Regions from separate parts of the Zea mays genome. Here region 1 is linked to region 2. A link is a contact called in public Hi-C data. All regions are on one chromosome and are shown on one strand. Each heading gives the region's core, a stretch centred on a gene start, on an enhancer-like site or on the middle of the called end of the contact. The rest is flanking DNA. Distances are from core to core; before and after follow the strand shown. Region 1 holds the start of LOC100274361. Region 2 has its middle 34 kb from the start of LOC103627529.

Region 1 (4,411 bases), core at 1,430-3,929, 170 kb after region 2:
CTTTTAGTAGGGATGCTTATTTTGAGACGGAAAGGTACAACGAGGACGGTCTTCATGATATATATCCCATCTTTTCCGGATAACTACGGCCGAACCACCACACGTTGCGCGTACTTTATACGATACTGTCGCATCAACGTTGCTCTCGAAAGCAGTTTATCATGCCCGTGCGGACAAAAATTTCCCGTGTCCAACTTTAATTGGCACCTTCCGTTTGGCGGTGACCTCGCGTTGCCTGAGCCTTACAGTACATAACCGGCCACGGCCCACTGACAGCTAGCAGCAGCGTGGAAGAGGGACTGAGTTGGGATTTAATTTCGCCTGTGAAGTGAGCGATCCATCCAGTCGGCGGATTTGAGGCAACCCGACACCGCAAAACCCACTCGTCATCGGCGGCAGTAGCTAGGCGCGGTAGAAAGATGATAATTTGCGAGCGGCGACAAACAGGCCGAGAGAGCTGACAAAAACTAGCACTTTCGACTTTGACGGAGGAGTGTGGGGACTGTAATGATTGCTGTTTCCTTGAATATTAGTCGTACACGTATGTTGTGGTTGTTAATATATTTTTTTTAAAAAAAAGGTCGGCAAAAGATTCGCCGAATTATATTAATAGAAGAAAGATATAAAAAAAAAGAACATGTGCTCAGGGACCAGCTGCTGATTATATTAATAGAGGAAAAAGTCGTGTCTATCTGTCAAGGTCATTGTTAAACGCCAAACGATGTCGCTGAACGTCTCTTTGATGAGGCGAGGGACCTCTCTCGGTCGTCGCTCTTTCCGCGAAAGAAAAAAAAAATGATTTTCAGTTTCTTTCCTTCCATATATGTTTTTCTCTCTCTTCTTCTTCTGACCAAAAACGAGAATTTATTTCAACGGCATCTCGCTGGGACGAGATGAAAGTAGATGATCTAAGGCTGTCTCCAACAACGTTCCCTAAATTTGATCCCCTAAAGGAATATTCTTTGTCCTTTACAACACTCTCTAAAAGATTCTGTACTCTATATCTTCTTCATCTCCAGCAATATCCCCTAAATTTCATCCTCTATATCAACAGTGTCCTAGATTTGACATTCTATATTATTTTTTACTACTCGTCACCACGTGACCGTACAGACACAAAAAGGTGCACAGTGTATAGAGCACCCTCTACAGGTAGGGGACGCATGCCATCCTCTAAATTTTAGAGGACGTTTTAGAGTTCCTTGCTGGATGGATAAAGGACCTGACCGTCCTCTATATTTAGAGTACAGAACCATTTACAGTCTCCTGCTGGAGACAGCCTAAAGATCTGTGTTGCTAGTAGATGAGCTGTGGTGTTGATTTGCCTTTGGGATGTTCAGAACGTTGAAGAAGCGCTGCGGTGGAGATGAGTGTGATTTGTTCGTCACCAACTGTTTTGTTATCTGACAAGGAATTGGCGCTCCGGGAGTGCATACGGGCATACGGCGCAGCACCGTAGGTCCGTAGCAGCTGCTGCTAGCTAGTGCAGCTGTGCAGACGCCTCTGCCGTGATCACCGACGGAGCGGCTTGTCGAGTTTTCCATGCATCTATATGTTGCCTGCGCTTGAAGGTTTTGAATAAAACCATCTACTATGAGAATTTTGCCCTGCATCGGAGTCCACACAAAATACAAAGAACCGATATTTTTTGGTCCAGCTTTAGTCTTTCTGAAGATAAGATAGGAATGCAGTCGAACATAATTTTTCCCCCATACCAGCTGGCAGTTGACAGGGATGCACGCACAGCTGGCAATGCAGTCGAACATTTTTTCCCAAACCTGTGCGCCGAAGAGGTTGGAGTGCAAACCAATTTCTCCAGCACTTTCTGTCAATCGAATGTCATATGGCTTGATCCACAGGCGGAGAGACCGCAGAAACACACATACGCAGCAATTATCACCTGTGGCTCCAAAACGAGGCGATTAACCACGCATTCACACCTCTTGCACGCGACGGACGGACGATGCGCGTACTGAAAAATGTCATCGACAACATGAAACCAACCGGACACTACACCAACATTTTTGGTTCCTGCGTGTTTCGGGAACACACTCTTTCCAACAATACCACGTCACCAAAAGTGTCATGAATCCAATGCAAACTTTCATTTTACTATTTCATAGATTAACATACTAATTAAATGCTTACAACTAAATTACCAATACAAATTAGTAAAATATGTCAAGATGAAACAAATTATTCTATCAAAAAGTGTATCATCCACATGAAACCAATTTCGTCCCATAAAACTCATTTATCTTAAATGTTATGTCATATCGCCCAAAATACTGAAATGACACCCTATTATATGTGCATGAAACTTCCATTAAACTTCTACTACTGAAAATAGCCTAATTCTATCAAAAAGAATATTTAAAGATCTAAAAAGGTAAGGTAATAAAACGTTCCTGCAAAGTGTGAACGCGACTACTCGCTTTTCCTCATTGACACGGAATCTGCACGAATTACTTGCCAAAACAAAAACCTGCAAAAGTGGGACACCGCCACACGTCTCTAAGTGGTCCCGGTGCGCGCAGAGAGTCGCATGGACCTGGTCCATGACATTTTACCCCGGAATGGCAGCCACACGCGCTCCACTACAAAACAGGCCGGCCTCGCGTGCCATGCGATGTTGTTCCCCAGGCGCAGCAGCACGGCAGTCCTCCGTTTCCTCCTCGTCGCTCGCCCCGGTTGTCTCCTCCTCGACCTCCCCCGTCGCGACACCGCCCGATCTCTCTAGCGCACGGCGGACGGAGAAGAGGAGGAGGGGGGGACGATCTCATTCATCGGACCGGCGTGCCTGTGTCGTCTGCTGTTTTCGTTATTTTTTCTTTACTCTTTTTTTTTCTTCCTCCTTTGCTTGTTCAATTCAATCAGTATAATAAGATTTCTGATTTGGGGGCGGCTCGCCATGGGATTCGGAATGGGGAATAATAACAACGGGGCGAGCTCCTCGTCGTCGAGGCTGGACCCGGCGGCGCCGCTGCTGCCGCGCCACGGCAGCAGCGGGGGCCGCGAGGGTGGTGGCCTGTCGTCGCAGCCCAAGACGTTCGCCAACGTCTTCATCGCGGTGGTCGGCGCCGGCGTGCTGGGGCTGCCGTACACCTTCTCGCGCACCGGGTGGGCGGCGGGCTCGCTGCTGCTCTTCTCCGTCGCCGCGCTCACCTTCTACTGCATGATGCTGCTCGTTGCGTGCCGCCGCCGCCTCGCCGACGAGCACCCTAAGATCGCCTCGTTCGGGGACCTGGGGGACGCCGTGTTCGGCGCGCATGGGCGGTTCGCCGTGGACGTGATGCTGGTGCTCAGCCAATTCAGCTTCTGCGTCGGCTACCTCATCTTCATCTCCAACACCATGGCGCACCTCTATCCGATTACCGCCGCGGCCTCGTCCTCCTCCGCGCTCCTCTCCCCCAAGGCGCTCGTCATCTGGGCGATGCTGCCTTTCCAGCTGGGGCTCAACTCCATCAAGACGCTGACGCTGCTCGCGCCGCTCAGCATCTTCGCCGACGTCGTCGACCTCGGCGCCATGGGCGTGGTCCTCGGCCAGGACGTCGCCGCCTGGCTCGCCAAGCCCGTGCCCGTGGTCGCCTTCGGCGGCGCAGGCGCGCTTCTCTACGGGCTCGGCGTCTCCGTGTACGCGTTCGAGGGCATCGGCATGGTGCTGCCGCTGGAGGCAGAGGCGGCGAACAAGAGCAAGTTCGGCGTCACGCTCGGGCTGTCCATGGCGTTCATCGCCGTCATGTACGGGCTGTTCGGCGTCATGGGCTACGTCGCGTTCGGCGACGCCACGCGGGACATCATCACCACCAACCTCGGAGCCGGGTGGCTGTCGGCCGCCGTGCAGCTGGGGCTCTGCATCAACCTCTTCTTCACCATGCCGGTGATGATGAACCCCGTGTACGAGGTCGCCGAGCGCCTGCTCCACGGCAAGCGGTACTGCTGGTGGCTTAGGTGGCTGCTGGTCGTCGTCGTCGGACTCGCCGCCATGTACGTGCCCAACTTCACGGACTTCCTGGCGCTCGTCGGGAGCAGTGTCTGCGTCCTCCTCGGGTTCGTGCTGCCGGCCTCGTTCCACCTCAAGGTATTCGGCGCCGAGATGGAATGGCCCGGAGTGCTGTCCGATGTCCTGCTGGTCGTGATCGGCCTCGCGCTCGCCGTGTTCGGGACGTACACGTCGCTGCTGCAAATCTTCCAATCGTCAAGCGCTTGATCGACGCGCGTTCCGCTGCGCGTCGATCATCGCATTCTCCAGGGCAACTACGATACATGTGTTGAGTGTTGTTCGTGAGTGGCTTGTATTGGACGGGGGAAATCTGTACGCTTTTCGTACCACAGATTTCAGTTACTCCCGGTAGCAGTGTATGTGTATGCGTCCTAGATGTTCCTCCTGCTGTGCACGATGGGGGATACG
Region 2 (5,007 bases), core at 855-3,354:
GAGGCGTCAATGTGCGATTAGTGGCGATGTGCTGCCGTAGGCGCCATTCGCGCCGGTCCGCTGCACTGTTGGACCGTGGTGCCGTCGTGCCCACTGCCCAGCCCAGGTGCTGCTGCTTGCCTCCTCTTCTGCTTTGAGATACTTGCCCGTCCCCCCCCCCCCCCCCCCCCCCCCTTTTTTTTCTACGCGTGTCAGCTCCAGAAGAACATCGCATTCGACGTTACCATTAGATTACAATAATAACGGGACCAGCGAGGATTGCCGTGATGCGAGGTTGCAAGCACTGCAGATTCATCTTGCTCCACAGAAGCACAGAGAGAGGACCAGCACGGCTGCCGATTGAGCGCAGGAGATCGATCACGATGGTAACGAGCGATCTGCTAGATTTAAATATAGTAGGCATTAACATTTTATTTAGTCAAGGTCTTGTTTGAATGCGAACGAGAAAAGTTGGGCCCTTTTATGTAGCAGCAAACAAAAATGAATAAAGAGAATTAGATAGTGGACATCATAGCATCGTCCATTACTAGTAATTTATGAAACTAATAAATCAGTTGTCAGTTACTACTAAAATTTATTAATTAATTTATAAATATAGTTCGTATATATATCGATATTTATTATCATTCATTACCAAGAAAAGTGGGCTACAAGCCTACAAAGAATTATATTTTAGAACGAAAAGAGTAATAGTTATCATGAACCACTAACACATAAATATCACCTTGCGCATTATACACTTAGCACTCATTAAACTATTAACATACACATTACAACTATCGGTAACTATAGCCTTAAATGTTTTTACTCTACTTAATTTAATTGTGAAATAAAAATAGATCAAACCCAATTAAATCTGGTCAGAATCTTCTCAGGTCGCCGGACGAGTACATGGCCACACCCCTACACACCGACGCGGAAGGAGGTAGCGGTAAGCGGCCAGCTCGGCGGCTCCTCCGCTCCTTCCCCCGTGCGGCTCCGCGGATGGATGCGAGATCACACCAAGTTCCCCTAAAGTCAAGGCCCCAAGCCCCTCGAGTCATCTAAATTTTTTGCACACTCGAAAGCTGCCAGACAGGGCGCGGCCAGCGTCGGGACATGGAACGAGAGCCTTGTTGGGTGGGTGCCCGACAGGTTGACCCTGAGCCCCCCTGGCCGCAGCTGGACTTGCTGGGGATCGCCTGACCGTCGTCCGGTCCGTGGAGCAACATGGTGAGACAGACGCGAGTGTCGCTTGCTACTTGCTAGGGACACGTCTAGTTCAGGGACCTTCCGAACTGTGCAGGCAATGGGCTCCCGTCCTCCAAGACCAAGCACAACACATCTAGCAAGGACAGTGCATCAACTCGTGCTAGTGTTGTTACCTGAATTGTTCAGAAAATTGAAAGGAATGGACCGTTTGAATTTGGTTCCAGCACAGAGATTTTGACAGGCTATCAGCACGGGACCCCACTTAGGTTTTGTTCAGTTATTCCCGATACACATGGATTAGATGGGATTAGGAAAAATTAAAAAGTCTGACTTGTTTAGTATTCAAACCCATCAAATCTCACTCAATCCACATGTATTGAGAGTTAACCAAACAAGCCCTTAATTAAAGTAGTTGCTTCTTCGCTAACATCAACATGGACATTTTTTGTCACAAACGCACATCCCGGCTTGCAAGCATGTATAGTACTCCCTCCGATTTAAAATATAATTCATTTCACTTTTTTAACCATAATTTTGACCCCTCGTCTTATTCAAAAAAATCATGAAAAGATGAAAATTTAATTCATATATTAAGTATATTTGATAATAAACAAAACCACAATGAATTATTTGTTTTTTCTATAATTTTTTTGAATAAGACGAGTTGGTAAAACTTGTGATAAAAAAGGCAAGTGAATAATAAACTGGGACGGAGAGAGTATTTGCTTTAAAATACATCTGTCTAGTGTTTAGTCCATAAGCAGGTATTATTGATACAAATATTAGAAGGAAAAGGGGACCCCAAAGCAAAGAAAATGCAAAAAAAAAAAAAGAGCTAACTAAACCTGCTGGCATGCACGCGGCGATAGGCCTTTACCCAGTTCGCACGTTGGGTTGCCCGTGGCAGATTTTTATGGGCTATCCATTACTGGGCCACTAGCTAGGCTATTCGGGCAGGAGACGAGTACGAGCATGTCGTCAAGGTTCGCAAAACGTCGGGCCGGCGGCCGGCCGATAATGTTCTGCGAAAGGCCGGGATTGGCGCCGCAGAAATGGCTAGGCCAGTTTCCAGTACTATTCTGTGTTCAAAACTCCTCTATGTCCCTGAATAAATTGTTTTGCTAGAGTTTTAAAAAAATTAAACTTCGATATTTTTCTAGAAAAAACGCTAAAACATATAATATTATATTAGTATCGTTAGATATCATCGTATCACACATAATATATTTTATAATATACTTATTTTATATTATAAGCACTATTTTTTTTGTAAAGTTTGTTAAACCTAAGATAGTTGACCTATACGAATCTTAGAAATTAGTTTACCTAGAGACTGCGAGAGTGAAGAAATTTTATCGCCCTATAAAACTCTTATTATATTTTTTCTATTTTTCTTATGCCATGTCAGATTCGTTTAACGCCACGCCCTAAAACTCGTAAATCCCTACTGAAAGAAGACAGGTACAAACGTGGGATCAGGTCAAAATCAGGTCGTGGTTATTTAGCATGGTTCGTAAATCCCTAAGGCCTTGTTCGTTTATGTCGGATTGCAACCGGAATCGTTCCAGCTAATTAAAGTTTATATAAATTAGAAAAGCAATCCGATTAGGAAATCGTTCCGACCCACCAATCCGGTACAAACGAATAAGCCCTAAAACAAATACGGTTGGTTGGGTCGGGTCTGACGATCCATAATTAGGTTAATTGAAAGTGGTTTTGACGCTTACCGGCAGGCCCATCGGATAGAAAGTAACAGTGAAACGTTGCTAAAATCATAAGCATAATGCAGAAATTTATAGAAATACCCGCGGCTGAATTCTGACATGGCCTGCGCATGGATTGGCTACAAATGTAGTTAGGTCCGCGCCTCGACATCTCTCAATCTCTGCCTTTTATCATTCATTCATCCGGTGCCTAGCGAGCTAGAGAGAGTGGTTTATTGCGATCCGTCTTGCACGAACACGTGCCGGCCGCTCTTTTTCTTTCACCGCTGGTTCTGCACGGCTGCCGCACTGTTGCCGCCGCTCGAGGGGTCGAGGCCTGAGGCCGTAGGCCTCGTGGCCGTGGGCCTGTGCTGCCGCGTGCGTGCATGGCTGCGTTGGGTCATGGCGGAATAGTTGACGCACCAGCACAGTTGAATAGTTGACGGCACTAGCATATATCATTTGAGCTGGACCAGGTGTGTGTCCTCCTGGCTGGCAGCTACATGCTGCTTTGTTTTGGTCTGAAAGAACCAAAGAATCCGGCCTGCCGAAGGCTCTGGTCTGGTCAGCCGCCAACCGCTCCACCATCATGCATGGTACTACGCAGATGAATCAGGCATGGCTGCGCGGCGGAGTCTCATGTGCTTATCCTTGCTTCTGGACATGGCGCAGGACCACACCTAGTAGTGCACAGTGAAATGGCCCCGGAGTTGGCCACACATGACTGAGCAAAAAGAGCTACTACTTAATTACCTGGATGTTCAGTGAACAATAATGTTTTCACACTGACGAATGCTTTTGTTTTCCCCCCTTGCAGCAGCAAGGACACACAGGCACACAGCACACACATATGGCTCCATGTCTGTTTTGTTTCAGCCTTTGAGGCACTGTTAGTGAGTGGTGGAGTGAGTGATTTTGCCTGTGTCCTTGTGCATTGGCTGCCGTGCACAAATCTTGACCGTAAAAAGCTACTGCGTGATCCAACCACTAACCCCCGCGCCAGTTAGTTTTTAACGGTTTCAAGCATCCCTACCCCAGTGGCAGAGTCAGTGTACCGCACTCCCTTTTTTTTCCAAGCTGTTTGTTCAGTCCAGTGCTGCAAAAAGTAACCGTGCGAGTGCTTGCGTCGCGCATGCGTACGTGCTTCCTTATTTAATTGAGGGTGTTTGGTTGAAGAATCAATTCATTCTAGATGACATGAGATGATGTATCATGAGTCTATTAATGTGGATATTATCACTAATTGTTAACCTATGAGAGATAAAATGGTGATGGATAAAATCATTTTATTCCCAAAACCAAACAAGACAATGAGGATGAATAAGAAAATGATGTATGGGCTACTTTATTTTTCAAACCAAACCTGCTTTAAGTGTGGTCATTGTAAAAAAAAAACACCACATGGGCAGCGAGTGAGCTCAAATGCGCTTTGAAATCGACGGTGCAGAGAGGAGTTTCCTGCCTGGGAGTGGGACCGACAGACCGGCCACCCCCACCCCACACACACCCGTATCCACTGCTACTACTACGCAGCAGGCAGCGATCTTTGGCAGACCTTTGCGGTCTGAAAAGATAAAAAGAAAAAAAAAGAAACGCCAAGGAAAAAGGAAAAGAAGAGGGGAGAAGCAAGAACAGCAGCAGACGATAGAGAGGCGAAACGAAAAGCAGTAAAGCGGGGTGAAAGAAAGAAATCCATGGCGAACGAAAGCTGGGCTACAAAGATTCAAGGGGGAGATGCACGCAAAAGCGGCGGGGCAAAGCGAGCGAAAGGGATATGCGAATCAGTTCGTGGCCTGCACGAGGCGGAGAGCCGGTTGTTGTGGTTGTGGCTGGCTTTCACTCGAGGCAGGATTTGACCGACCAACCGCAACTGCACTACTTCACTCATCCATTCACTGCGATCGAGCTTGGGGGAGGACGACGTGAAAAAGAAAAGGTGCATCTTTACCGGTGTGTGATTGTGTGAAACGCAGTAAAGAAATGGAGATGGCATGGCCGCGTATGGACTCCTTTATATCCGGCCGGGGGCGGTGACTGATCAGTGATCAGGATGTGGCCCGCCAAATCTCCAATGCAAGATTATTTTACCCTACTGAAGAGCAGATGGATACTG

The links. A called contact is a pair of places that touch in the nucleus more often than the background predicts.
Region 1: a contact with region 2 is called in a Hi-C map of bundle sheath, with 1.7 times the contacts expected there. The contact joins the promoter of LOC100274361 here to the enhancer-like site in region 2. A contact is called at or near these places in 4 of 25 Hi-C or Micro-C datasets (bundle sheath, ear, endosperm and 1 more).

The regions. Positions count from the first base shown.
Region 1 is chr5:198,477,318-198,481,728 of Zm-B73-REFERENCE-NAM-5.0, forward strand. It overlaps LOC100274361, which reads left to right and starts at 2,680. Exons shown (of 1, transcript NM_001156021.2): 1 at 2,680-4,411. The coding sequence starts at 2,912. The coding sequence ends at 4,210.
Region 2 is chr5:198,312,732-198,317,738 of Zm-B73-REFERENCE-NAM-5.0, forward strand. No RefSeq gene overlaps it. Among protein-coding and RNA genes, the nearest start is that of LOC103627529, 34 kb to the left of the region's middle. Within about 2 kb of position 2,105, at least 19 of the 20 cell types and tissues checked have an H3K27ac peak or open chromatin away from gene starts, as enhancers often do. A contact at or near this core is called in bundle sheath, ear, endosperm and 1 more, where this site is marked.